4 separate regions of the Mus musculus genome follow, and all the other regions are linked to region 1. Evidence: chromatin contacts called from public ChIA-PET and HiChIP or PLAC-seq data. All regions are on one chromosome and are shown on one strand. Each heading gives the region's core, a stretch centred on a gene start, on an enhancer-like site or on the middle of the called end of the contact. The rest is flanking DNA. Distances are from core to core; before and after follow the strand shown. Region 1 has its middle 12 kb from the start of Gm51292. Region 2 overlaps Babam2 (BRISC and BRCA1 A complex member 2). Region 3 overlaps Babam2 (BRISC and BRCA1 A complex member 2). Region 4 overlaps Babam2 (BRISC and BRCA1 A complex member 2).

Region 1 (5,498 bases), core at 1,816-4,315:
ACTTAAGCCTCCTAACAGCAACCTGAGGAACATGCTGGTATCCTGTTCACACTCAAAGAGCTAAAGCAGATGGAAAAAGAGCTCACTCAAGGTCATACAACCAGTTAGCACGAGAGCCAGGCAGCTTGCTTCTCATTGGCAGTCTCGGCAGCCTCTGAGGATGAATGAATGAATGAATGAATGAATGAATGAATGATGAGACAGTGATGCGCCTGGGGTACTGTGCTAGTGCTGAAGAGGCAGGGCTGACGGTGGTGATGATGGCGTTAGTGTTGATAGAGATGGTAAGGAAGACATCATCCCAGTCCTGCTGCTTCCAGCTTTCCCCTGAGAGTGTTTTGTTCAGGCACAAACATGAAGCAGCTGATGTGGTGGGAAGAGTCCTGGGCTCTGGCTTTGCCTGTGGCCTTGGATAAACTCGCTGTCCTCTCTTGGCCCCACTCGCTGCATATAAGGAACAGTTAGTGAGATCAGATTTGGGAGGCCTTTCAGCTTAGACACCCCATGCCTCTCCTTGCAGATGAAGCAAACTGTGAGTTGCTGGCAGTCTGGTCATGGAGAGATGGGAAGTCAGGCTCCAAGCTTATTCTAGAGGATCTTGGAGTAAGGAGAGGGTACACACCTCACCCCTGTGCCTGCCTTCAATCACCCTGACCTTTGCCCCAAAATAGCTGGGGCACAGCCTGGTCCTCAGAGCTGGGAATGTGCCAGCGGCCAGCTGACTTTTCATTTTACAACCAAAGATGCAGAAGCCAGGGAGCAGAACAGAAAATCCCAGGCCTTGTAACAACTTTGCCTCTCTGTCAGCCCTTTCTACCACCCCTCACTCATTTCTAAAGTCTCAGCAACCAGGCATAAGGGTGTGTCCTAATCCAAGTTTCAGGAAAAGAAGTTGTGGAGCATCTAGATGGTTTGACTTTTCCTTCAGGACTTTGTGTCACCCTGGACCACAGTCAGCAAACCATCACTGGGGCCCTAACCCAGTGAACCATTGGTTTGGAGTTACGGTTAATTATAACTAATTCTCCTAAGGTCCTGGTCTTGGGAAAGGACAATACGTGTCCTTCTGACCATGACCTCTGGCTCTGAGGACTGTGACCCAGCTCCATCTCATCCCTCACAATGCTCCACAGCCCAGGCTTGCCCTCTTCCCAGAGCTGGTTGTATCTTAGGGATGATTGATGGAAACTTCATGGTAGGATTGTGCTGCCGTTTGAATGTGGTTTGTTCTTCTCAAACTCATGTTGAAATTTAAATTGCTTTATAAGGCAGTTTAAGGTGGGTCCAGATAGGACCTTTAAGAGGGAACTAGGGATCTCCTCTCATGAGCCATCCATGTGACCAATGGGTTATCTCTTGATCAGTGCTTCTCAACCTTCCTAAAGCTGTGACCCTTTAAGGCACTTCCTCATGTTGTGCTGACCCCCAACCATAAAATTATTTTTGTTGCTACTTCATAACTGTAGTTTTGTTACTGTTATGAATTGTAGTGTAAATGTCCCTAATAGTCTTAGGCAACCCCTGTGAAAGGTATTTTGACCTCCAAAGGGGTCAATGGTCCACAGGTTGAGAACCACTGCTCCACTATGCCTATATCAGCCATTTTTTCCTAGGTCTCTTACCATGTGGTGTCCTGTGCTACTTCAAGATTCTTCTGCAACAAAGCCATCCTTAGATGTGGCCCTGTGGTCTTAGACCAGAGCATGAGCCTGAATTTACATCTTCTTTATAACATACGCAGTCTATGCCATTGTATCATTAGCACAATAGATTAAGGAAATGGAGTAAGGAGGTGGAGTATGGAGATTAATAAGGACATGGAGTAAGGAGACATGGGCTAAGGAGATGGAATAAGGACATGGAGTAAGGAAATGGAGTAAGGTGATGGAGTAAGGAGATGGAGTAAGGTGATGGAGTAAGGAAACGGAGTAAGGTGATGGAGTAAGGAGATGGAGTAAGGAGATGGAGTAAGGAAACGGAGTAAGGTGATGGAGTAAGGAAACGGAGTAAGGTGATGGAGTAAGGAAACGGAGTAAGGAGATGGAGTAAGGAGATGGAATAAGGAGATGGAGTAAAGAGTTGAACTAAGGACATGGAGTAAAGAGATGGAGTAAGGACACAGACTAAGGACAGGAAGTAAGGACACGGACTAAAGAGATGGACAAGAAGCTAGTAGCGGTGATGGGGAGGGAGACCCCACAGCAATGGAAGAGCCCTGTCTTCTCTTGCTATGTGGTCCTGGCTACATCCTTTTCTTTCTGTGGCTCCAGCTATCAGTAAGGGGCAGGACTTGGGTATGGGGTCTAGATAGTCCTTCATGCTCTAATATTGGAGGATTTTACCACAGGCTGTTTATCTTATAAAAGTAAAGAATTAACAAGAAGAAATACACCCATGAGGCAGAGCATTTGAAGGTTAAAAAGGCCAGGTTTGCCAAGGGCAGCAGACTTCTCTTGGGGGACAGGTAGCAGATGGGAACTGGAGCTCAAAGTGGGAGCCAGTCACACAGGACTCAAGCTGTCACCTGCAGCCTGGTGCCAAATAAGCTTTTTGTGGAGAGTTGAAAGCCCAGACCGGGGAGCCACCAGCCTCCTGCTGCTCACTGGTGCGTGGGGTCCCATCTCAGGAGGTCATGGAGAGATGGCAAGAGTCATTGACAGCGTGTGTTGTCCAGTTTGTCATTCTTGTCACCCCTCTTACGCCATGGCAAACATGATCTTGAATTCTACAGAGGTCCACTGGGGAACTTGTACATACTGCATCCCCTAGGCATCCCTGCTTGGCAGGTGACTTGCCACACAGAAAACCAAAGATCCCACACCATCCATTTGTCTGCCGAGCCTGGCCTCTGCGGCTAGCACGTCTGGGAACACCTTCCTCCTCAGAGTTTCATGTTAAAAATCTAGTTGCCGTCCCTGCCTGCCTCTAACCAGAAGGACACAGACTCTCTGTGCCTTCTGTATTTCAACAAAATGACTTTTGCTGAAAAGCAAAGCTCACCAGAGCACCCAGCCTTGCGGTTTACCTCATGACATCATTTCCCTTCCTCTAGATGAACCAGAAGAGGCCAAGAGCTCAAAGTTTCAGCTGGCTTCGGGGAAGCAATGCCATCTCTGACTCAGGGTGGAAGGTTCAGAGAAGACATTTGGGGCTGTGGGATAAGGAAAAGGATCCTCAGACTCCGCCCTGATGCAGGTGATCTGGAATGCCCGAAGGGAAGGCTGCCTGGCCCCTAGTTTGTAGAAGGTTAGCATAGGATGCTCTAAACATGAGGGTTCGACATGCCCATGAGAAACCTTCATGGGGGCATCAGCACCCAGAGTCCTAACCTGAAGAGCTGGAGTGTTACCCTTGGCCACCTCAGGGTTCTGGGGGTAGGGTCCTGGGCCTTTGGCCACCTCCTACAGAAAGAGACTGGAAGACACCTAAGTCTGGAGAGTACAGCTCTCAGCCTCCCTTTCCCAAGTCTCCAGAGAACTGCATCTGTTCAGAGATAATGACAGGAGCAGTGACCACTGCCATGGTAACATCTGTACATGATCACTCTCCTTGCTGAATATCCCAGTGTGACCAGCCCCAGACTCACCAAGTCATCAAGTCATGCACAGCTCATTCTCAGAGCAATCCAATAATTGGCCTTTATTTCTCCTCTTTAATAAGGCTTCAGCTGTCAGAAACTAGCCAACTAGGATTGGAATCAGGTCCTGACCACAAGGGACCAGGGACTCAGAATATGCAAAAGGAGGCGTATTCCAGAAAGATGTGTGCATGTGTGAAGGGCAGAATGCAGGAGATCCAGAGCTCTGGATAGGACCTGGGTGGGATGGTAGGTGGGATGTAGACTGGAGAGCAGGGGGAGGGGGAGGCATGGGCTCAGCTTGAGCTACTAGCTAGGAGTGGAACTCTTGATGCTGGTGATATGTTACCATTGCGACAGATGATCCAGGGAGACACAGGTCAGAGCAGGTCAAAGCAGCGCTAGGCCTCAGTTCTGGCAGGCCTTCTTTCAGAGGCCAGTGTTCACGGGAGCCAGTCCAAGCGGGAGCTGTGTCAGTATCTTCTGCTCCAATTTATTCTCCTGCCTCTCTCCCTGTGGCCCTGATGCGTGCCATGGTCAGCTGTTGGGGCTTAGCAGTCCAGAGAAGAAGACCTGTACAACTTGGAGACAGTGGGTTTAGCTTAAGCCAAGCAGATAGAGTCCATGTGGGTGGTCTCCAGGACAGCCTGGGAGGAAACCAGGCAGGGTGGCTCCATCCTTGGCGAGGATTCTACAACTCATCTGGAGCAGGCACATCCACATTGTTGACTGGCTGTAGGGCCAGACTCCCAGGGTGCTGTCTCAAGCCATTGTTGGATGTCAGGAGCCATTCAGAAGTGGCCCCTGCTGCCCACAAACATCCTTGATAGCTCTCTGACCCATCTCCAGCCAGTGTCTCCTCTCACCAGTCAGTCTTCGGTACCACCACCAACAGCAGTTGGGGTTCATTTAATTGCCTCTGTGGCCTCACAATGAAGACAGGCAGGACCCTGAGCTGGACCATGAGACCCAGGGGTGACTTGGAGGTGAAGAAGAGACATTGGCAAGGGCAGTGATGCCTGAGCAAGAGCCCAGGGGACAGTGCAGAAACCCAGCTCTCCCTCCTAACACCCTTGGCAAGAGGCCCAGGCTCGGAGCTGGCCGCACAGGCTGATTCGTGACTGAGAAGCTGCTTAGGGGTAGGAGGGGCCTGGGAAAATCAAATTGCTGGGGTTTTGAGGCCCCGTGGGGCCTGCTCAAGCTGTGTGTGGCAGCTAAGGGCCTGGGGGGGGGCACGAGAAAGCCCTTTTCTTCATTAAGCAAGTGGGTGGAGATTGAAGTATAAACTGGAATACCTTCCCACTTGGGCTGGGACTGGGGATTCTGGAGAAGGGGCGCTCAGGAGAAGCAGGCTTGCCTCTTGGGTCTTTCAGAGACTCCTGCTCTGTTCCCTGCCATGGTAACTGATCAGTTCTGGAGATTTCTCTTTGTTGTCTAGTGGCCCAGGCATCCCACTGCAGTCGCTAGCTCCGGAACTTGAGAGGAGCCAGGCTCTCTCCCCACCCCCAGGTTACCACTGTCATCTCTACAAAGGACTGGGCTTGGGTGACAGAGACATGGTCTTCACAAGCACTGTTTAAAGGTCACAGTCACAGTGACCTTTGTAGATCACCAGGATGGTTAGGGTCAGCCACCAATGTCCAGATGGCACATCCCTGTATTGTCTGTAAGCACAATGTCTGGTGGAGCCATACCCGCTTTGGGCTTTAGTGTTCACACCTAGAAGGCCACAGGCAGAAACCTGGTGTGTTTAGCTCAGCAGCTCTGAACATCAAGTACCCACTTGCTATGCATAGCGTTCTTACTGCGATCTGGTGTAGACTCGGGAAGGACAGGCAGTGTGAGGCAGACTGAGGGGCAGCCTGGATGGCCACCGGGTGTGGGGAGAGGATAGTAACTTAGAAAAACGCTGTTGAGAGGA
Region 2 (5,496 bases), core at 657-3,156, 270 kb after region 1:
TATCCAAATTAACAAAATCAGAAATGAAAATGCCTGGCCTGTCCTCAGTGGGAGAAGATGTGCCTAATCCTGGAGAGACTTGAGGCCCAGGGAGGCAGGAGGTTTGGTGTGGGGAAGCATCCTCTTGGAGACAGGAGAGAGGAGGAATTTGAATACTTCATATTGAATTAATGAAAAAATTTAGTAGGAAAATTAGAATCTTTTCTTTCATTACAAAGTGTAGGTTTTAGGAAAACAATAGGAAAAAGACGATGCACTTTTAGTATTATATTGTTAGGGTTAGTATTTCACACAAAACAAATAGTAAAAATAAGACTGTAGAGCCAGTTTTCACTCTAACAAATTTAAGAGCAGTATCTTCTAATGATTGACTCTTTCTTACAAGAAAGAGACAAGTCATACCTGACTATCTTTGTGGGACTGGTTCCATGACTCCACATGGATGCCAAAATCTGCCTGAGAATTAGGTTTTTGACATAAAATGATAGAGTATTTTGCCTATTATATATGTGCATCCTCCCGTAGACTTCAAATATCTAGTCTTACAAATAACTGCTAAACCATATTATGGAGTAATTATAACCCTCCTCCAACAAAGAACCTGTACACACTCAGTAGACGTCCATTTTTTTCCAAATATTTCATCTTTGTTTGGCTAAATTCATGGATTCAGACACAGAGCCTGTCACTACATGGTCAGATGTATATAATTACAAAATAATCTTTCTTTGTTGAAATACTATGATGAATAATCACACTTCAATGATTAGTGGCCTCTCTACTGTCCTATGGACCACAATTTCTCCCTACAAGCACATCAAATAGGGTAGAGAACTGAGCCTGAAAGAAACAGACTTGGAAGGTCAATCCACACGAACTGAAACCTGTGAAAGGGCGGGCTAGTGTGCTGCTGTGCAGACAGACTCCAGAAGCAGAGTGCATTTTTCCCTTTACTTTACCTGAGTTTGTGTTCAATTTCTAGCGCTTGAAAATAAAGAGTAGCAGCTAGAAAACTGTTTTTCTACTGATTGAGTTTTTACTTGAGTAATTCATTTATCTAAGCCCTTGACTTAGCTCAACCAAAGTAAAATTCAGGGTTTTAAGTTAGATATTATCATGTTAAGAGCCATTTCCACTTACAATAAAAAGTGAAATCATATCATAGAATATTTATTAAATCACACATCCTAACATCAAAAACTCCATTAGTAAGTGTATTTGTTATCATTGGTAATATGAACTTAAGAGTAGATGGTGAGTTACCTTCCATAATGCAATGAGGCTCACTGCTGCAAATCAGCAGGCTGTCTTATGCTATCTCAGTGCTCACAAGTTCTGCTTCACCAGCTAATTATTGGGCAAAGTGAGGCAACCTGCTATCATCATGACAAAGCATATGCTAACCCCAGGAGCTCAAAGAGTTAACTTTATTTGTATTCCAACAGAAACAGTTGCAGACCTAAGAATTAGGTGTTAGAACATCCAAATATAAGCAGCATGCCAAGGAGTTCCCAATGCAAATGCTCTTCAAAGAGCACAGCAAGTTTCTAGCCATTACTAGAGTCTGGCTGATATTACTAATTTCTTTTCCCTCAGCAGTTAAAATCCAATCAGTTCTGGAACAACATCAAATTAAGAAGGCAAAAATTTCAGCCTGGCAGTGGTGGTACATGCCTTTAATTCTAAAACTTGGGAGGCAGAGACAGGTGGATATCAGAGTTCCTGGCCAGCTAGGTCTACAAATTGAGTTCTAGGACAGCCAGGGCTACACAGAAAAGAAACCACAAAACAATACGGCAGAGACATTTAAAGATTAGACTGAAACTAAAGAAGGACAGGCTGAAAGAACTGAGGGCAGCCTGCCAAGTCTTAAATCCTCACCTGAGTAGGCTGGGCCTCTGCCTTAGCATTTCCTTTTCAGAACTTGCTCTCTGATCTATGTGGTTTCTTTCACTAGCCACAAGTAGTCTTTTGAAGACTACCTCTTCTCTATGGAGCATGTAAGGAACTCTTTCAAATAGCTGTTCCCTGGGCCTCTATCTCACTTTAACAAATGCTATATATACTGTTCTAATTAGTTTAATGAATCTCTGAGATAGCCCAACTTTGAAGGTACCTGAGTTCAGTTGCTGACATAAAGAAGTTGAAATGCCTTTTAAGCATTTTTAATATGTAGAATGCCTTGGACAAAATCTATGAGTCTTCCATCCCAGTAAGATTACTAAATCAAACTGATTTTCCCAAGTGTAATTTATTTACACTACTAATGTATAATCACCTTGAACAAAAACCTCACGCCTAAACAACTTTTAAGGTTAGTACAGTAGCTGAAGAAAACAATTCCAACGGATTTTCCTGCACTAAGCATCTTATTAGAATTCACTATCTGGAACAAAATAAGAAGAAACAAGGCATACAAATATTGAGCTAAACGATCACAGTATTCGTATTCTCTTATTTTATTCTGATTTGCATTCTCTTATTGATAATACATAGTTTTACCTTGAGAAGGTATGTGGGAATGTTGCTGAAATCTACTGGTAACTTCAATAGAAAACGAGCTGAAAATTCACCAGTCTGTAAGGAGAAAAAAGGATTAAAATATACAACAGATTGATAAGTAACAATTATGTCCAAGAAAAAATTCAATATACAGACAACTCCTATTAGGGTTTCCTAACACAAGACAGAAAAATAAGGTTGGAAAGTAGGATAGAATTAAAAAGAATCCTTAAACTATTAAAGGGGCACAGTTTTAATGAAAGAACTCTTCATTTTAATGCATGAAAACATTTTAAAGTAGTATTGGGTTTTTAAAAAAAATGAAAAGAATACATGAATGGATATTATTTCTCAAAAAAAAAAAACTGAAATAGGAAGAGACCACCTTGCCCCTGAGACTTATCTGCTTTCCTAAGCATTCATACCATCGTCCTGACTCTGTAACTTACCACCATGTATGCTGACATCCATTACAGGATGTGTGCAAGTCCATACAAAGACCAAACTTCCTCTAACGTGGAGCAATACATCAATATAAACCCAGGAAAGTTTCTAATCTCTTGAAAGTTCACAAATATTATCAATTAATATTTTCAGTAATTAGAAATTTAAAACACTTAAGCTATAAATAATAACTCCAGTTAATTGCTTTGTGTATGTGTGTATATGTGCATGAGTATGAATGTGTGTTTATGTGTGAGTGTGTGTGTGTGTGTGTGTGAATGTGTATGTATGTTTATGTGTGAGTGTGTGAGTGTGTGTGTGTGTGTGTGTGTGTGTGTGTGTGTGTGAGAGAGAGAGAGAGAGAGAGAGAGAGAGAGAGAGGGTGTTTTACCAGGGAACATACTCAGGGCTTCATGCACTCAAGGTAAGCACTGTTTCTAAGCAAACTATTCAGTGATCTCAGGATTCCAAGGCCTCTATGCAAGCAAAGGCAACAAAGCTATGTGAGACCCGGAGTCTCCCACCCTCTCTCACTGCAAGCATTTAGCGTGGCTTGAAATTTTGACACAGTGAACTCCAATATGACATGTTTGATAAAAAAAATATGCTAAAACTACTTCCAATAATGGTTCTTTCACTAGCCTGCCCACTTGGCCTAGAGACACATACTAGCTAACATATGACTTGTCTCTCATCAGAGGCACTTCTATTTGTAATAGATGGTAAGTACCAAAGAGACCCACAACTGGTCAAGGTACAGAGATTCAAAGATTATAGAACACCCATCCCTAAATCAGACACCTATATTGTAACTTCCCTTCTCCTAGGGTTCATGGATCATTGCAGAAAGGGAGATAGAAAGAGTGTGACAACCTGAGGTTGTATCTTCTGGACACAGCAAAGCAGCTGCACAGAGGAACTCACAGCAGCTGTGACAGCATGCATAAGGCCTGTGCCATCTAAAGCCAGATGAACCCCAGCATAGAGAGAGGGGCTGGGCATGGGTTCCCACATTTAGTCAAGGAACTGTCTACAAGTAACAGCTGCTGGGAGATATACTGGGAAGGAAAGTATAGCTCCCATAAGTCACTGCCTTTCACAGAAGGCCACACGTCCAAGGACACAGGAGTAGCACAGACTGACTTCATTTGTGGGAGGAAAAAACCCACAAAGCTGGGAGGGTAAGGAAGTGGGTGTGAATCTAGGAGGAGTTGGAGGAGAGGTGACAATGGCATATATAATATTTGTGTGTGTGTGTGTGTGTGTGTGTGTGTGTGTGTGTGTGTGTATATTTCTGTATAGTATATACAAGTATGTAGTATATAATGTTATATATTGCAATATTTATGTTTACTATATATACATAAAGAACATATTTTTCTCAGAGAACATTTTTAATATTTAATCTCTCTCTATCCTTTTATACTGTTATCACTCAGAACTCACAGTATCATTTTTACCTTCCAATCCTTCAAAAACTCAACCAAACAAACTCCTAAATCATAACTTTAGTCACAGAAACATTCCCAAATAATTTTTAGGAATGGATGGATGAGCTACATATAAGCTGTGCACACCTTCACGGATGGCCCCACGGGTCTCACCACTCTCTTCTACAAGCACATTAACAACTGGCTCCAGGGCTCTGGTTCTCATAACACTCTGACTGGAAACTTTAGAAATGAAGATAAAGATAAACTTAAGCTCAAAGGTAGTAGTGATAGCGGCCCTACGCCCGGCTCCCCGTTTGCTTAGCACTTACATCATCTCCCAGCGTGCACCTGTCTCTAGCTAATGACGGCACATTTCACCATCGTCCCCAGTCCAACCTTGTGACAGAAAAGGGAGAAATGAGTAGTACCCCAAAGCAAAGATGAGGTAAGAGGCAGGCACACCAGGAATGTCAAAGGTGAGGCACAAGCCTGATTCTCCAAGCTAAGCAGCTACTCACAGCCCCACACTGGGCGAATACTTAAGGGCCACAGGATGATCTGCAGCACCTCAAAATGGCTCCTGAGAGAAGAGTGGTGAGATCCTAGCCTGGTTTCCCTTTTATTGAGCCCAAGACTTCTGGTGTTAGGTTTATCTCCTAGAAGACTCTAAAGCTGGCATACCCTATTGAGCCATGGTTCTTTGGATCAAGACATGCTGATCTGTCAAGGAGGGGATAACACTTTGAACGAAGTAAGGCTAGTGCTAACATCTAACTCTATTGTGTTAAATGCAGCTTTATAAAAAGCTACTAGCCTGTTGGGCACTGAGAGCACAGAAATAAAACAGCAAGTCTTCCTCTGGTGTACAGTGCTTAGCCAGGAACCCATGCTCCCGGCTGACCCTCTCCTCTCGCTTTGTAAGATCATTTCCCTCTCCACTTGCCCATCAGCATGAACAGTCTTTCCCTTCACTTCTTTGCTAAGCTCCCATGTTACTCTTCATTCCACATTACAAATCATCCTCCTGAAGAAAATGAGTCTATTTGAGGTCCGCATTTCCTCTTTTGTTTTTCTCTCTAGTCGGCCCTTCTTCCCCATCACCAAAACAGCTCTTGTA
Region 3 (5,707 bases), core at 1,702-4,201, 390 kb after region 1:
TATGTTATAAGAAATAATTCTGCAATGCTAATAATACCTATATCATACCTTTAGCTAATACTTGCAATATCTTTTATGCTTTCTATTTAGAAAGTTGTATAATGAAAACTGGTAATTAAGATCAAAATGTAAACAACAGCATACATAAACTTATTTGATTTCTCCCTTAGTTCCAACAATAAAACTCAATTCCTTGCCCAATACTGCTTAATGTTTAGACATCTACAAATTTTTGTCAAATTACCCATTGCTCAGATTTAGCCCAAATGCAGTAAACTGTTGCCTAAAAAACTTTTTTTTAGCCAGCTACTTTTTCTGGGACATTTCTTTTTTACATTTCCTTTAGCGGGGCATGTGGTCAGAGGACCACTTGAGGGGGTCAGATCTCTCCTTTCATCAGGTGGGTAAACTCAGGCCCTCGGGTTTGATGGCCGGTTCCTCAGTGGGGAGCACTGAGCCAGCTCCCCAGCCCACTCTGAAGTCATCCTATTTGAATTTTAACCAGTTACTAGGTTTTCTTTAAGTGTCCATACCAATACAGGCCTCCTAAATGGAGATGGTGAAAAACAGTCAACAGTGCATCACATTAGTGATTTCTTGGCCAATTTTTTCTTGGAAAAAAAGGACATGGCATTTGGTAGAGAAGACCTGGGCTCCAGTCCAGGCCTCGACCACTTATCAGCTAAGTAACCTTCAAAGAGTTTCATAACCTCTTGGAGACTTACGTCCTCCTGTGTTTAAATGTTTTAAAGAGGGGGATTAAGATTCTACAGAGATTTACTGGGAGCAAAAATCAGCCTAAGGAAAAGAGATTTATGCTACTCATAGCACTAAATTCTCTTCATGGAAAAAACCACAGTCACTAACAACTGAGCGCTCACTGCTGGCCTTGGTCAGCATCTGCTGCCAACTCATAGTAAAATTAATGTTCTTGCCATGGGTGTTCCTCACAGCTCATCATTCCTTTAACATAAAGTGTGTGTTCCTGTATGGACTCCCGGTGTCCAATGCCAAAGGCTTTCCTTTGAGCTTCAGGACTCCCCTAGACTATTTCTTCTACCCAAAACTTCCTCTTCTACTGTCTTTTAATTCCCACAGCAGAATATGCTTGTTTTAAACATACTCATTTTTGCTCTACAAACTATACAAAAAAATGTTTTCACTGTAAAAAAATATATAATAAAAATGAAACTCCAATTACCCCCTCTCTTCCTTTCTAGACTTAACTACTGTGATGAAACTTAATATGTATCTTTCTTAATAAGCTTTCTCCGTGCACTCAGACATACATATGAAAACATATACACTTACACATATATAAGAGAGAACTTTTCTACAAAGACACAATTATTCTGTCTTTTATTCTATAGACTGGCTCTGCCTTCTTGGCATTCAGATACAATCAACAGTATTTTAGCTTGAGTCTTTGGAAACCTGGACAGTACATACAAGTCGTTGGTATGAAGTTATTGCAATCAGAACACAGTTTCCAAGAGCATCAACAACTACTTACTGAGTAACTACTTTGTGCCAGTTAAAGGTGTGCAGTGTAAAACAAAACAGGCATCGTCCCCGGGGGGGCTAAAAGTCTTCAATAAAAACAACACTAACAGCAGGTACGATGGCTCACACCTGTAATACTAGCTCTCAAGAGACTAAAACAGCACGGTTTGTGTGAGTCTGGAACCAACCTGGGCTACATAATGAAATTCTCTCAACATTCCCACAAGAAGGCAATCAGGCAGGAAGGCAGGAGACGAAATGAAAGAAGTAACTAGAACTCATCCTGAGGATGCAATCCAAGGCATACACATCCCACACATCCCAGTGGAAACCCTCAGCATCATTTTTTTATTGTTATCTGAAGCTTTAATATAATATTTTTTCGTTCTTTGAGAATTTTATAAAATGTTCTTTTGATCATATTCACTTCCTGCTCTTCTCCCTATCCCCTCAACCCCTTGACCCTACTCCCAACTTCCCGTCATCTTCATTTAAGTCCACTGAGTATAAATTGTGCCATCCATATAGTCACAGGTATGAAGCCATCCACTGAAGCATGGTTGGCTCACCAAGGGCCACATCCTTAAAGGAAACTGACTATCTCACACCCAGAAGCCACCATGTCAATAGTTCCTTAGTTAGAAAAGAAAGGCTCAAGAGCTGTTTCCTCTCCACGCTAGAATATTCGTCGGCTTAATGTCTTGCTGATCTTATACAAGTAACCACAGCTATTGTAAGTTCCTAAGCACAGAGGCCCTCCCATGTCCAGACAATACTGTTTTGCTCTGGCCCTCCCTGACTTCTGGCTCTAATCACCTTTCTCCTTTTAGAGGGAGGGAAACACAGATATTCCGTTTGTGACTGAGTCCTCCACTAACACTCTCTGCACTTTGACCAGTGTTGAGTTTCGATGTTAACCACCACGTGCTGCAAAGACGCCTCTCTGCTGGATCCTGAGAGCTGTACTCTATTATCTATAGAGGTAGAGGTGAGAGCAGTAAATACCACGTCCACTTAGGAGAACAGCACTAATGGGCTCACCCCTGGGGAAGGTGAACCCCCCACCAGACCCAGGTCCTTGGCAAGATTACAGTACCAGGCATGCACTTCCTCTCATGCTCATGGAGAGGGCCTTAACCCCATCAGAAAGTGCAGCCCCAGAATAACCAAGCCACTACTGTACCCACAGGCATATCCTGCCACTCCAGGCATCACTGCAGCTCAGTGTTCAAGGCTTAGGCTGCTGCTGATTTTCCCCCAGCAGCCTACACAGAACCTTCTAGTACCATGAAAGCTAAGCCAGCAGGAAGGAAGCTTCGTGGTCAGTACAAACTTTATTTCTCCATGTCCAGTAATCAATGTGTGTGGTGCCTTCAGCAATAACCCAACACTATTAAAGTCTATGGATACTGGGGGTTTTTTCCTACAGAAGTTCAGTTTACAAAGTAGAGACTGTAAGAAACTAACCATGACCAAGAATGAGATGGAACAACTGTAACTATACACAATCATAAAAGCCATGTGAACAAGGCTGCTTTCTATTTAGAGTTTCAAGAAATACTAGTATTTTTGGATCGTGGGTGGCTGCAAATAACTGAAACTACAGAAAGCGAAACTTCAGATAAGGAAAGACTACTATGTAAAGATTACACTATAGCCATCAAAGCATTCCTATTACAAAGACAGCATTATTCACAGCAGCTTATACCATTGTCCTTACTGCTAGATCTAGCCCTGCTTGAGTTAACCAATAACTTGGCATGAGCTAATCATATACCCTACCTCCATAATCATAACAATATAATCACTAACTCTCCATTAAAAGGTTTTTACTCTGGAGGAAGCAGGTGCACTGAGGAATGGAAGGGAAGGCAGTACTAGGAAAGGCCCAATTTCAATACAGTTTCTTCTAGGTGTGTGTGTGTGTGTGTGTGTGTGTGTGTGTGTGTGTGTGTATTCAAGTAGGTTAATGCATGAGTGGGTGTGCATGTTCCCGTTCATGTGCCCACATGCACACATGAAGGCCAGAGGTCAATGTCACAGGTCTTCCTCTGTGACTCTCTACCTTGTTTTTTTGAGACAGGGTCTCTTGCAGAACCTGAAGCTCAACAATTTGGCTAGGCTGACTTGTCAATAAGTTCCAGAGATCTGCCTATCTCTGCTCCCCAAATGCCTGCCTGCTAGCTCTGGGGTTACAGATGTGTGCTCCCACTCCTGGATTTTATGTGTGTGCTAGGGAATCCACACTTGCATTTCATGATTTGTGTGGCAAGCACTTTACCAAGTAAGCCATTTCCCCAGACCCTTTTCTAACCTTTAAAGAAAAAATTACAGGTGAAGGAGGCTAGAGAAGAGAGTTCAACTTCACAAAAGTCAACTTAACAAAGTGAAGAATATATACTAAGTACCTTGGATTTCAACAAGGTAAGAATTTTGTGCATCAAATGATATTATCAATATTGTAAAATAGTGTCCCAAGTTACCTTTCTACAGACCATATTATACAAAATTATATGGTGAGTCGGTAAAACTAAGCACAGAATTGCTGTACAATCCAGCAAGTCCTAGAAAACAAGCTTAGAGAGTTGGACATCTTTACCAACAGCATCACTGTTCACAGCAGCCAAGAAATGCGTACAATAGACATCACTGGAAAAAGTACACAATATGATATATACACGTGAAGTTGCAGAAACACACCACAGAAAGAGAGAGAGAGAGAGAAATACTACTCAACATTAAAATGGAAAAAATTTCTGACACATACTACAATATGGATTAACCTTGAATATACCATGCAAAGTGAAATAAGCTATTCACAAAAAGATAAATAACTCTATGACTCTACTTACTTACTACCTAAAATAGTTAAACTCATAGAGACAAAGTAAATGCCATTTGTCACTGGTTGAGTGAAGGGAAGACCAGGGAGTTACTTTCTCATGGGTACTTGAGTTTGCAAACCTTAAAAAGGGCTGGCCACAAGTACACCACCTTCACATTTGGGTGGACTATACATTATAAAACAACAGATTTTATGTTACATATATTTTTCCCACATTAAGAGGTTGTACAAGGATCAAACTGTACCTGTATTTTAATAATTAAGTGAACCACTAAAAATAATACTTTTAAATTAAAACATCTAAAAGTCCAGAGATGAAAAAAAAAATCATTGAGGATTTAAAAGATGAAAATGGCCTCCAAAATGTCAAATTGATTCAAGACTTGCTTTCCATAAATTGATGAGTAAAAGTTGAGATAAAAACCTTTTCAGAAAACAAAAAGTCAAGAGCAGCAAGGTCACTAGGATAAATTTCATTTTCATGACATGCCATGAGAAAGATAACCAAATTACTCAGGAAATGTGTCCCTGAAAGGGAAGGTTATAAAATCATTCTTCAGGCAGCATGGCATAAAAATCAAGATTATCCAAGCAACTTGGAAACTAAAATGGAGAGCTAATCTAGGGCCAGTAAGATGGCCGAGTAGGTAAAGGCACTTGCCACCAAGCCTAACAACCTAAGTTCAAAACTCATGACCTACATGGTGAAAGGAGAATCCTGCAAGTTGTCCTTTGACCACCACAGGCATACATAATAAATAGATAGAGAGATAGATGGTATTCCACCTTTCTATACAAATAAAGTGAGAGCATAGAATAACTAAGTTGGAGCCTTAAAACACAGTCATTTCCCTATAAACATGAACCAATCAAAAGGCTCTCACCTATCTTCTAATCACAGAGGCAAACAAAATAAAAATTATTTATCAAGTATTGTCTTAAAATAGTTCAGAATGGGCCTGCAGGGGCACCTCCGTGGTTAAGAGCATATATAGCTCTTACAGGAGACCTACGTTTGGTTCTCAGCACCCACCTCTGCTGGCTCACAACCACTGGTTACTCCAGATATGGGAGATCAGATGACCTCTTCTAGCTGACAACCCCACACAGACACGGAGGAAGGCACAGAACTGTATGTGTGCCTACATGAAGAATAAAGAGCTGGAGAAATGTCCCAGTGATTAAGAGCACTTTCTGCTCTTGCTGGGGACCACGTGGAGGATGACAACCACCTGTAACTCCAGTTCCAAGGGACCTGACACCCTCCTCTGAGCCCCATGTGCATCAGGCATAGACATGTGCACTTTCCACAGATACAGCCAAATACATAAGATAAAAATGGGTATTTTTAAATTGTAC
Region 4 (5,517 bases), core at 2,851-5,350, 340 kb after region 1:
GAAACATGTGGCCTCAGGGCTACCTCTGGACTACTCCACACTTTCGTCTCCATTTCTATAAGGTAAACATTGCTGTGAGAGAGATCGAAAGGATGGCTACATCTCCTTACCTTTATTCTTTTCTGAGGTGGGCTCTCACTATGTAGCTGAGACTAGCATCAATGTCTAGCCCTTCCTTCCCACCTCAGCTTCCTGAGTACTGGGATCATGCCTGGCTAATGGTCTAATGTCGATCACAAATAGGGAAAAGGAAAGTCATGCCAAGCAGCTCTGCATCTACAAGGAAGAAAGAGAGACATCGCCCTTCAGTAGACTCTGAAAACAGTCTTGAAATGGAAAGCAACTGGGGGTGTGGGGGAGGTGGGGATGGCAATCAAGTGCTCTGTGCCTAAGGAAAATAAAGAAAAGGAAAATGTAAATAGAAAAATCTACATTAAACTGATGGGATACAGGGCTTTTTTACTCATCTCTGAAAGAGTCTTCATTTATAAATCCACTCAATCACTCAAAAAATATGAAGCATATATATATATATACATACTCTGGTAGGCAGTATCAGTGACACAGAAAGAGTTAAGAGACTTCGCCCTCATATTAGTGAGTCTTATTTTCCTGTGACAACCTATCTGGGAAATTGGCATAAAGAAGGATAGATCATGTCAGGCCTATGCTTTCAGGGGTACAGTCCATGGTCAGTGGGATCTGCTGCTTTAGACAGCAGCGAGAGAGACAAGATGGAATGGTACAGTGGAGAAAGCTACTTGCCTGTGGGAACTAGTAAGTGTACTGAGCCAGAAGAAAAGGGTCTATAACAAGAGAAGCCCTTCAGGGTCACCACTGCCAGTAGGCTCTGACTCCAGATAGGCTCTCCAACTGTTACCTCACTGACACGTCAACTCACTGTTGATCCGTTCACTTCTAAATAGCACCACAAGCTGGGGACCAAACCTCAACATAGGAACCTTTTAAGAAACACAGGATCTTCAACCCTATAGGTGGAACAACATTATGAACTAACCAGTACCCCGGAGCTCGGACTCTAGCTGCACATGTATCAAAAGATGGCCTAGTCGGCCATCACTGGAAAGAGAGGCCCATTGGACATGCAAACTTTATATGCCCCAGTACAGGGGAACGCCAGGGCCAAAAAGTGGGAGTGGGTGGGTAGGGGAGGTGGGGGGGAGGGTATGGGGGACTTTTGGGATAGCATTGGAAATGAAAATGAGGAAAATACCTAATAAAAAATATATAAAAAAAAGAAAGAAACACCTCATACCATACCAGACAGTCCCAATACACCTTGGAATCTGAGAGATTTTATCTTAAGACAAAAAATATTTAAAAAAAAAAAAAAGCTATAAACAGACAGAAATAAATTATTTAAGATGGGACAATCAGAGCATACTAAAACCACCCACCAAAATATTAGTAAAGGATCATATGTGATCTCAAGGTCACTTCATAAATTACTAATTAAGGAGAAAGCATCTTTGTATTGGAAAACTTTGGAAGAAGCCATCTAAATTGAAGCACGTGGTCAAGCACTGAGGGGAACATCATGATCTGCTACAAGCGTGTGACCAAATGTTTCACCTAAATAAACCCTGCAGGGAAAAACCCCACATCAAATTGAGAGAGAGCCAAGAGAGCTACAAGCTTGGACTCTCTAAAGCTGCCAACATTGTATGGAACAAAATACAAGTTTAAGATATACAAAGTACCCTAGATGAAAGAATATTAACTAGATATAGCAATTGGTACTGTTTGATCACCTCCAAGGAGCTAAGAGATTGGTATTGAGCCCTACGTGATCCCAACACTCAGGAAGCTGAGGTTAGAAGTTCTAGAATTTGATGTCAGTCTAGCCTATATGGTGAGACCCTGTATAAATAAAATAATAAAATAAAAACATGACAGAGAAGAAAGAAAGAAAGACCACTGTAACTATTTAAAATTTCTTTATGATGACACCAGCCCTAAGATTTTTCATGTTAAAATCTGTTCTTTCTTTGAAAAATACAGACTAAAGTATTTAGGGGTGAAATCTGAACATATTTTCAGATTATTTCAAAAACAGTTCTGTGAGAAAACACAGAGAGATATAACTGTTCATATCTGCTTATAAATACATATATCTGTGAGCACAGAGATTTTAATGGCAAAATGTTAACAACCAATAAATTACATAAAACGTATATTTGTTGTATAACTGTTCCAGTTTTTTATAGGTAGATTTCATTTTTTGAAACTGAGAAATGCAAATTCACAGTGCTTTGCAAGATTCTGTCTCCCCCCAGGCAGAACGGCTATCAAAGGAAACGAACGGCAGGAAGAGCTGGTGAGGACGTGGGGAAGAAGAGCCCTTACATACTGCTGGTGGGAACATTGGCTGGAGCCATCACTCTGGAAACCATTCACCAATGTAGAGGGCCCCCAAAAACTAAATTAGCACTGCCATACCATTCAGCTATACCAATTCTGGGCTTACCTGTCAGCACCCCAGAGTTCCTTGCACATCCATGTTTCTCCTGTACTACCAACAATAGGCAAAAAACCAAAAAATAAAAAAGAATCTAGTCTAGATATCCAGGAACAGATGACCAAATAGGGCAATTATGGTACATATACACAATGGAATTGTATTCAGTTGTAAAGGAAAATAAAATTATGACATTGTCAGGAATTTGAATGGAATTATAGGCCATTCTGCTAAGTGAAACAAGCCAGATTCACAAGATTGCATGTTTTCTCTCAGATACAGAGTCCAGATTTAAATGTAGAAATGTATGTACATGTGTATATATGTATATTTATGTATGTATGTATGTATGCATGCATGCATGCATATGGGGAGTGAAAGATAACGGTGTTATCTAGAATTTATGAACTCACCAGATGTATCATCAATGTTTCTCAGTCACACCTCAGTTGACATTTGGGGATAGATATGTCATATGTTGTGATAAGTTTAGCAGCATCCCTGGTCTTCACCTACCACATGCTGACCAGGAACTCCTCTCATCCCTCCCTTGTAATAATCAAATCTGACATTGTCAAGTGGTCCCCTGGGAACAAAATCACATCCTTCTCTCACTGAACTTCTGCTTAAGAAAAAGCTGCTGCTTTGAGCTAGCAGTCAGATAAAGGAGCTGTCAGTCAGCTCAAGCAGCTACATCAGCCTGCAAAGGACATTCTCAGGTTTAGAATGCACTAGCTAATGGGGTGGGGGTGGGGAACAGAGGGAAAGAGAGAGAGAGACAGAGAGAGAGTGTGTGTGTGTTCTGAGACTGGACTGTCTGTCTGATAGTGAAGGCCTTAAGAACAGATACATGAACTTCTTTACCCTGGAAAATTCCAGACAAGTCCTACCCAATTACGAAGTGACCAATGAAATTGAATGCCACACACCCACAGCCAACAAGCTACTCTCTAAAACGTCCTATAGTGATGTCTCCTCTCCCCCACCACCATTACCATCTTTCCTCTTTTCCCCAGTTGTACTAGTAGTTCTTAGTGTCTATTTGAAACAACTGGGAAAAAGGAACCTCTATTGAGGAGTTATCCACATCACACTGGCCTATGGCCATGTCTGTGAGACTGTCTTGATTGATGACTGATGTAGAAGGGGCTAGCCCATGTCACTGCACCATGCCTAGGCAAGTGCTCCTGGCCTACCCAAGGAAACTATTTAAGCATAAGGCAGTGAGTGAGCCAAATATGCAGTGTTCCTGTAGAGTTTCTTCTTCAGTTCCTGTTCTGATTTCCCTCATGATGAACTGTGAACCAAATAAAAACCCTTTCTTTCCCTGAGCTGCTTTTGGTCCTGGTGTTGTTATCTCAGCGGGAGGAAGCAAGTAGAACAGCAGGACTTCTTGCTCCTTCAGAAATCATCTCACAGGCAAATTACACACACCCAAGTCCTTGTCTGGGGTCTCCTGTTTCTAGAATCCAATCTAAAGCAGGAAGTCTGGATGCTTGATAAAGAAATATCTGTTCCTCTTAGAAAAACAGAAGCTTTAATATCGCACCACAACCCTGTGTGAGTTTTCACAATCGCCTCTAAGCTGGTTTTACTCACTCAGTGTCCTCACAGGAAACAGCACTCAGTATAAAGGACATGGTGCTTCCGTTTCTACCCCACAACTACTGAAAAGGCAGCACACTGTACCCAGAGGCAAGTAAAGGAAAGATCCAAAAAATGACCAGACAGAGAAATTTAAAACAAACAAACAAAAAAGGGTTAGGCTATTAAACTTGCCTGGCAGATACAGCCTGAAGCCTGGGTGAGAGGTTCATCTACTGACTGAATAGAGCCAGGCATTTTTGGAAAGGATAGTGATTCTCCTATGCGGGTCTAATCCTGGGAGAAATGAGAGAAGGAGGGAAAAGGCGAGCCTGAGGCCTAGAAGAAAAAGGACAAGGTGAGTTGAGTCAGTTAATCATGCCAGAAATGAAGAAATCTAAGGCTTTGGGGTCACTTCAACAAGGTGGGTCAATTAACCATCAATAACCACAGTGAGTGGGTTGAACAAAAACAAAACAAATGATATTAAATGTCATGAGTTAATGATACTTTTTAAAATCAATAGTTTTAGAAAAGCCATTTGAAAATCAGTGAGCAAGAGAAATATTAAGTGTTTTTACTGTTCTTCCTAAATCTTTTAAACCCATGATTACCAACTACTTATCAGGAAGATCTTATATTCAGAGAAATAATACATAATGGTTTGAGTGAAAATGGCCCCCACAGGTGCTATGCACTATTACGAAGTATGTTCTTCTTGCACAGATATAGCCTTGTTGAAGAAAGTATTCAAATTTTTAATATTCAAGCCAGGTCCAGTGTCACTCTCTTGCTACCTGCTGCCTGTCATCCAGATATAGAACTCTCAACTACCTCTCCAGCACCACATCTGCCTGCATGACACCAGGCTTCCCTCCATGAAGATAACAGACTAAAGCTCTGAACCCTAAGCCAGCTACAATTAAATGCTTTGCTTTATAAGAGCTGCCATGGTCATGGTATCTCTTCACAGCAATAAAACGTAAACAAAGACATAGTCCAACCAGTAAGCTAATAAGAGATATTACTAGAATAACTTCTGAACTTCTTGAGACTGGAAAGTGGGTCTTTTATGTGCTTATACTTGTTATGTGCATATAATAGTAACGTACTATGTGCTCAGACTAGCCTCAAAGTTGTAATTCTCCTGTCTCCACTTCCTTATTGTAACTTTTAACAAATTAATGATTTAAACAAAGACCATTAAAGGCTGAATATAAAACTTGGGCTTGCACAACAGTACCATGTGTGTTTAACATATATAAAGTCCCAATTTAATCCTTGGCACCAAAAGACATTGACAACCAAACATTATAGAGATCTTGATAGGAAAATATGCTACCTTAAGAAATTTTCTTTTGGGAAAAATAAACTTTAACTTAAATAAGCCTCTAGAGAAAATTACCAGTTCATACAGAATATGATGACACACAGAATGAAGCAATCCAAGTTCA

The links. ChIA-PET counts read pairs in DNA pulled down with a chosen protein or histone mark. HiChIP or PLAC-seq counts read pairs in DNA pulled down with a chosen protein or histone mark.
Region 2: an RNA polymerase II ChIA-PET map of memory CD8 T cells shows a contact between it and region 1, with 51 read pairs. The contact joins two enhancer-like sites. A contact is called at or near these places in 1 of 15 datasets of contacts at CTCF or cohesin (the NIH/3T3 cell line) and 2 of 115 datasets of contacts at active chromatin or transcription factors (VIP interneurons and memory CD8 T cells).
Region 3: a contact with region 1 is called in a BATF HiChIP or PLAC-seq map of CD8 T cells, with 9 read pairs. The contact joins two enhancer-like sites. A contact is called at or near these places in 1 of 15 datasets of contacts at CTCF or cohesin (large pre-B cells), 1 of 484 Hi-C or Micro-C datasets (Th1 cells), 4 of 115 datasets of contacts at active chromatin or transcription factors (CD8 T cells, differentiating embryonic stem cells, embryonic stem cells and 1 more) and 2 of 9 other capture datasets (adipose tissue and liver).
Region 4: a contact with region 1 is called in an RNA polymerase II ChIA-PET map of memory CD8 T cells, with 9 read pairs. The contact joins two enhancer-like sites. A contact is called at or near these places in 1 of 484 Hi-C or Micro-C datasets (the G1E-ER4 cell line) and 2 of 115 datasets of contacts at active chromatin or transcription factors (memory CD8 T cells and microglia).

Annotation. Positions count from the first base shown.
Region 1 is chr5:32,101,853-32,107,350 of GRCm38.p6, reverse strand. No RefSeq gene overlaps it. Among named protein-coding and RNA genes, the nearest start is that of Gm51292, 12 kb to the right of the region's middle. Within about 2 kb of position 3,065, at least 91 of the 459 cell types and tissues checked have an H3K27ac peak or open chromatin away from gene starts, as enhancers often do. A contact at or near this core is called in CD8 T cells, Th1 cells and memory CD8 T cells, where this site is marked.
Region 2 is chr5:31,828,166-31,833,661 of GRCm38.p6, reverse strand. It overlaps Babam2 (BRISC and BRCA1 A complex member 2), which reads right to left. Exons shown (of 12, transcript NM_144541.1): 6 at 2,503-2,577. Among named protein-coding and RNA genes, the nearest start is that of Babam2, 130 kb to the right of the region's middle. Within about 2 kb of position 1,906, at least 38 of the 459 cell types and tissues checked have an H3K27ac peak or open chromatin away from gene starts, as enhancers often do. A contact at or near this core is called in memory CD8 T cells, where this site is marked.
Region 3 is chr5:31,710,900-31,716,606 of GRCm38.p6, reverse strand. All of the region lies in intron 2 of Babam2 (BRISC and BRCA1 A complex member 2), which reads right to left. Among named protein-coding and RNA genes, the nearest start is that of Babam2, 16 kb to the right of the region's middle. Within about 2 kb of position 2,951, at least 70 of the 459 cell types and tissues checked have an H3K27ac peak or open chromatin away from gene starts, as enhancers often do. A contact at or near this core is called in CD8 T cells and Th1 cells, where this site is marked.
Region 4 is chr5:31,765,529-31,771,045 of GRCm38.p6, reverse strand. All of the region lies in intron 3 of Babam2 (BRISC and BRCA1 A complex member 2), which reads right to left. Among named protein-coding and RNA genes, the nearest start is that of Babam2, 70 kb to the right of the region's middle. Within about 2 kb of position 4,100, at least 113 of the 459 cell types and tissues checked have an H3K27ac peak or open chromatin away from gene starts, as enhancers often do. A contact at or near this core is called in memory CD8 T cells, where this site is marked.